2 separate regions of the Arachis hypogaea genome follow, and region 1 is linked to region 2. Evidence: chromatin contacts called from public Hi-C data. All regions are on one chromosome and are shown on one strand. Each heading gives the region's core, a stretch centred on a gene start, on an enhancer-like site or on the middle of the called end of the contact. The rest is flanking DNA. Distances are from core to core; before and after follow the strand shown.

The links. A called contact is a pair of places that touch in the nucleus more often than the background predicts.
Region 1: a Hi-C map of an unstated tissue shows a contact between it and region 2, with 2.4 times the contacts expected there. The contact joins the promoter of LOC112728030 here to the enhancer-like site in region 2. A contact is called at or near these places in 3 of 8 Hi-C or Micro-C datasets (leaf and an unstated tissue).

Annotation. Positions count from the first base shown.
Region 1 is chr12:105,058,928-105,062,468 of arahy.Tifrunner.gnm2.J5K5, reverse strand. It overlaps LOC112728030 (pyruvate decarboxylase 2), which reads right to left and starts at 2,077. Exons shown (of 6, transcript XM_025778007.3): 1 at 1,320-2,077; 2 at 280-443; 3 at 1-156. The coding sequence starts at 1,844.
Region 2 is chr12:105,005,417-105,008,502 of arahy.Tifrunner.gnm2.J5K5, reverse strand. No RefSeq gene overlaps it. Among protein-coding and RNA genes, the nearest start is that of LOC112728027, 12 kb to the right of the region's middle. Within about 2 kb of position 1,527, at least 3 of the 3 cell types and tissues checked have open chromatin away from gene starts, as enhancers often do.

The sequences.
Region 1 (3,541 bases), core at 828-3,327, 53 kb before region 2:
AAAGCATAGCCACATGCATCAGCCAATTCAACAAAGGCATCACTAGCCTTGGCCACTCTCAGCTTAGGACCGCCGACGAGTACCGGTTTCACTGCCTTGTTTAGGAAGTCAGCTGCAGCCTCTACTGCTGCCTCCAACCCCATTTGATTACTCAATCTGTGAAATTCATCAAAAGAAAATATATTAGTGATCATTACAATCTTCTTAAACATAAAGAAGATGCAATTCAGTGGTAAAGAAAAATAAAATAAAATTAAGTAAAGAAGATGAGAATCATACTTTGGAGACAATGAAAATGGAACTGGCTCCCTACTGAAAGTGGGGTGAGGAATTGCAGCCAAGTTACAGCTGATGCTGATATAAACAGGTTTGCTTTCTTTCAGTGCGGTTGAGATTGCAGTGTCAAGCATCTCATGAGCATCTTCCAGGTTATTAACCACAGCCTATTATCAAAATCAATAAGAAAAACTAGTAATTACACATTAAGCTCACATTTCAGCATCAAAGAATAATAATAATAATATATGCAAACCCAAATACCCCTTTAATTTCATATTTGTAACCAAACAAAAATCACAAAATAGTCTACCTATGCTGGAAAGATTATGCTATATATAATCAAGCATTGCCAATAATATAATGTCTTTCAGTAAAATAAAGCACTACTAGACATCCAGAACGTTTGACTTCAAACAAGGACGAGTGATCAACATAGAATAAAGTATCATGACTCAAATTGAGGCATGTTTTCATTTTTCTTAAAAAATAATAATAAACAAAGAAGAAAAAATCATAGTGATGCAATCATATAATGTCACACAAATCATAATACGTCAAATTTTACTTTATAACTTTTTTTTAAACAAATGCTTTAATTTCTTTATAATCCATTAAAATAAAAATAACGAATCTAAACAACTGTATCCGGACACACACAGTCTCCAAATACGTATTCAAGATACAAATAATAGAAACATTTCATTTTCGAATGGCGGTAATATTTAGATAATAAAAATCACTATATGATATAGTTAACCAAAGACAGTAAGTAAACACAAAAATAATCCATACATGTTATATATCAACCGTACTAATATAAAATATATTAGTACGCTAAAATACAAAATAAATATTAAAAATGAATATAGCTGATTTTTATAGCTGGTTTGAGATACAAATAGCATTTTTGATATTTTATACCTATAATGAACCTTTAATTCGTTGTATTTTTAATATGGTTGATAACTAAAACCTTGAAGTTAATTAAAAAAAATTGCAGTACTTACTATTATTTATTAAATTAATTAATAATGATTTACCTGGTAGCAAGTAACAGTTTGGAAGCAGCGAAGCTCCTGGGTGAAATCCGGCAAGCCAATGGTGTGATGCAAGATCCGGTTGGTCCCATAGTCATTCGTGTTCGGTCCCCCGACGATACATATCACCGGCAAGTTCTCGCTGTACGCTCCGGCGATCGCGTTCAGCACGCTCAATCCTCCAACGGTAAACGTCACCACACACGCGCCCACGCCCCGGCTCCGCGCGTACCCGTCCGCTGCGTACCCGGCGTTGAGCTCGTTACAGCACCCGATCACGTTGAGGTTGGGCTCGGCGATCAGGTGGTCGAGGAGCGTCAGGTTGAAGTCGCCGGGGACGGAGAAAACGTCCGTGACGCCAATCTCGACCAGCCTCCGTGCCAGGTGGCGGCCTAGGTTGGCGTCGCAGGGTGTGACGAGAGATGAAGAGTGTGTGCCTTGGATTGTTGAAACGGTGCCGTTTGGTAAGGATCCTACGTCGTTGCACGCTGGCTTGCATGCATCTAAGGATCCTAACATTGCGTCCATTCCTTGGTAAATAACAAACCGTCTCAATATCAAATGCTTTACCACTGAACTATATCGATTCGAATGGAATACTTGTCTCTAACAGAAGAATGATTCTGAAGGGATTTGGAGATTTGATTTGGTGAATTTGTTTTGTGTTGTGTTGTGGAAAATGATGAGAGGGGAATTTATATATAAGGGTGTATGTCTGTACGTAGTTGTAGTGTTACTTGGGAAAGTGGTATGAAAAAGACAGTGGGATGAGAGATGGAAATGGCATTACAAGGGGCGGTATTCGGTTTTTTTGGAGTTTCTTGGTTTTGTTTTGGTGATGGCCGTGGTGCAGTGATTTCAGGAGTATTGTCTTCTACCTTGTTCCCTTTTACAGTGCTTGGGAAAGAAGAAACTGCCAACGCATATTTGGTAACTTCCTTACTCTTTTTTTTTTTTTTTTTTTGTATATAAAGGGGTCTGATCTTTGCATTAAATTGCTTAAATATTTAATGATTATTTTCATAATTGTATACAAATGAAAATATTATTAGTCAAACCCTTCATTTCATGATACTATTATTAGTAATTTTGGGACCCATAGTAACAAAAGCTTATTAATTAGGAGTTTAATTTTGAGGTATTCACGGTAAAAGACGTGTAATTACTAATTAGTAATTATTTTTATGTTTTAGGAGAAGTTCATTATAGTGAAGATTTTCTGTACATCTATTGTAGTGTTTGTTTTGAGGTATTGAGACAGAGATTGAAAGAGTGAGACTCAGTATTATGTTTGTTGGTTCAGAGACTGGTACTAAAATTTTTATCTTGTATTCAAAATTTTAATATTTCAGTACCTCCAAAAAGTGGGAATACAGGAGACTACAATTTTTAGAGACGACTGAAATTTTAATAACTTTTTATACTTAAAACACCTTTATTTCAATTAATTAATTCTAATTTTACCCTTTATACAAATTAAATTAGAATTTCATTTTTGTTTCAATTTCTGTCTCTCACTTCACACCAAATAGAATACTGAGATTTATTTTCAATTTCTGTCTCTCAGTCTCCGTCTTTCCGTCTTTGTTAGGGGTGTTCAAATACAAACCGATTCAAATTAAACCGCTCATCCAATCCGATCCAAACCGAAAACCGATTAAAACCGCACTAATTCGGATTTGATTTGATTCTATTTTTTGCAAATTGTTAGATTGGATCGTCGGATCTACTTTTCATAACCAATCCAATACAATCCAAATTGCACAATGTGCTATAATATTATTATTTTATTATTATATTTACAATTATATTTATAACATGTTCAATTTGTTATACATTTTTCTATTATTCATGTATTATTATTATTTAATAAATATTTTATATTCAAAATGTTATTTATTTATTTATTTTAACTAATCTATAATTTTATTTCCATTATTATATTATCGTTGGCTTTCTAAGATATTGTTAAGACTTGTTATGCCATTGTTAATTATTTAAAATTTGATGTTGAGACTTATTATATGTATTTAATTTTTTTATTTAAAAAACCGGAAATTCAAACCGATCCAAGCGGCTTGTAATTGGATCGGATCGGATTTCCAAAAAAAAAATTATCCAATATAAACTGCACCGCACATAAATTAAGCGATCGGATCGGATGACTTTTTTCCTTAAAATCGAACCAAACCACACCGCGAACACCCGTAGTCTCTATCTCGCTA
Region 2 (3,086 bases), core at 278-2,777:
TATTTCTTTGTTCCAGGTTATCATACCCTTCTTTAATTCAGAAAGGGATTGGTATAGTGGCTGGTGCTTTCTCCAATTCTGATTAACACAGTTCTTGAAATCTGGATGTAATAGCCACATCGCTTCAAAACGAAAAGGTCTTTCTCTACTTAAAGGATGTTGGGGTTCGAGAGTTACCTTGATTGGGTGGTGGTCTGAATTAGATCTAGGGAGAACTTCAACCTTTGCCTCAGCAAATCTAACTCTCCAATCTGCATTAGCCAAGGCTCTGTCTATTTGAAAACCCTTTCTAGCCCCTCCCATTGTGGTCCACGCCACGTGTATTTAGATCCCGCAAATCCAAGATCAATTAGTCCACATCTATGTATCCAAGAATCAAATTTCCTGCAAGCATTCAGATCCACCCTAGCTCCTCCTTTCTTTTCTAAAGCATTAGCAATTTCATTAAAATCTCCCACCATGAGCCATGCCTCCCTCATATCTTGAGCTATAGTATAAAGCTCTTCCCAAAGACATCTTCGCACATTTTCTTGGGGACTAGCATAAATGGCTGTTAAAATCCAACTTCTTTTATTATTAAACTTGACTTCCATATGTACATACTGTGTTCTAGATTTCAAAATAGTAATTCTAAGATCAGGGTCTCGCCAAAGCACCCATATTCCTCCACTAAATCCATTAGCTTCTTCTACGTGACAAAAAGGCAGCCCAAAATTTCTGATAACCCTTTGGGCAGTTTCTCCACTACATCTGGTCTCCATAAGGATCACAACATCTGGCTTATTCTGTTTAACAATTTCCTTCAGGGTGCGACAAAAGCCTCTACTTGCCGCCCCCCTACAATTCCACGAAAGGATAATCATAAGAAAAAAGATGATAAGAAGACCTCACTGTGAGGTTTGATCGTTCTCTCCCATCAGGGTGTCTCTGTTGCCTTGGCCAGCCTTTATATCAAAGGTTTCTTCTTCCATGTCTAGGTTTTCCTCCTCATGTGTGAATGTTTCATTATGTTGTTGGTTGAGAATGCTCTCTTCGTGTATCCTTACAGCTTCAATCATGACTTCCTCACTAATAGAATTAATGTCCGGTGGTTCTGGTTCAGTTGGTTCATGCATTTCAAAGTCTTCTAGGGGGGTTGTTTGAATATACGTTCCCTGTTGGGACTCTTCTTGAGAATGGTGCATAGTAGTTGTCCAATTTTGTGGGTGATTAGAGACGGTGTCTTGAAGCTGATTTTCTAGTTGGGTTTGGGTAGTAAATTGCTTGTTATGGTTAGATGGGATTCTATTGGGGCCAATGGTTGATCCAGGCTTAACGACCTTTTCTTTGTTTTGGCTTGTTGTGGTGGCATGTTGATTTCTAATTGGGTTATTTTCTTGGGTCTTGGTAGACTGATTCCGATTTGATTTAACGGATTGGGAAGGTTTATTTTTCGGGGCTCCATTAAGAGCATCTGTATTAGGTTCATGATTGTTTGGAATGTTCTGATTACTGTTGGGATCCTCAATTGTTGTGTCAGCATCCTTTTCTTGTAAAATAGCAAATTTCGTACCTGTTGTAGCAGCATTTTCCTTTGGGCCATTCTCCATACCTCCACTACTTGTACTATCCTTTTTTGCTCCCTTTTTGCCACGTGGCCTTTGGACAACCATCCAAGGTCCATACTCTTCATTCTCCTCATTCAAGACTTTTTTTCCCCTTTCAAAATTTTCTTTTCCAGAATTACCCTCTCTTTCTTCTCCTGTATCTGTTCTGCTAACTGTCTGTCCCTCAACACCGCTGGACCCTTCTACCACCACCGCAATGCTGGTTTCCTCTTCACTCTTCTTTGGGCAGTTACTTTTTTCATGCCCCACCATACCACAATCAAAGCAAATATTGTGTAATCCCTCGTACTCTACCTTATATTTAACTCCATTGATTGAATATTGAGCTACAAGAGGTTCTGTTAAATTCAATTCCACACATAATCTAGCAAATTTACCTCTGCTTAATCAACTCTGAGTCCTTCCTATGACATTGCCTATTCTTTTCAGCATCTCTTCATCATAGTATTCAATGGCTAGTCCTGGGAGTCTCACCCATGCTGCAATCTGATCAATGGATGCCTCCAGGGGATTGAAATCTGGTCTCCAGAACCGAATAGATAGGTAGTGATCCATTATTTTCCATGGTCCTTCAGTGAGAGCAAAATCCAGATCCTCTTGTGAATAAAACTTCACAATAAAGAACTCGTTTCCTAAGTCAATCACCTCAATGCTTCCCATTTTACCCCACATAGCTTCTAGTCTCCTAGTTAAAGCCATCAAGGAGATGCGTCTGCCAAGAAGTTTTACAATTAAGGTATCCCACCATGGACTTCTCAGCTTATCCATAGCTGCTTCATTGATTGAGAAATTGAAGATACCTCCAACTTTCTCCACACGTATTTCTGGTCTACCCTTTTTCTTACTCCCTTCACCCTTCTTTTGTTCTCCCTCTACTTCTTTGATGGCATCTCCCAGAACCTCATCCATGTGCTTGGCACATTCCTCTTTTTCTTTTTCAGCAGCTCCTTCCTCCATTATAACTGGCGTTCTTCCCTTTCGAACGGTGTCACTAAAGGATCTCTTAAGAGCAGTATGCTCCTCTTCCACATCTACACTTTCCTTCATCCATTTCTCCTCCTTTGGGATTAGAGATGGGTTTTCAGTTCCAGTGAAAGCTCATCCTTCCTCTTCAGTTCTCACTTTCTTGCCAATCCTAATAGATTGGTCCTGTTTTCTTCTGGTCGGAAAGTCTGGTGTGTGAGACCGTGAATGACCTCCTCGGGCGTATCCGCCCCTCATGGCTTGAGTTCAATGTAAGACGAGCGATGAAGAACGGTGGCTATACGGAGAGAAAATTTTCTCTAGAAAATTCTTGAGAAGTAATTTCTATTGTGTATAGAGTGAAAGTGGACTGGACTACTCAATAGAGCTCGATTTGATAACTGATTCTATTCTTACAATTATATGCTATTATATCTTGGCTAGGGTCGAGTACGGAAATAATAATTATAGTTTAAGCTTGCACAGTGGGACTCACAGGTTCGATCTTTGTCAATT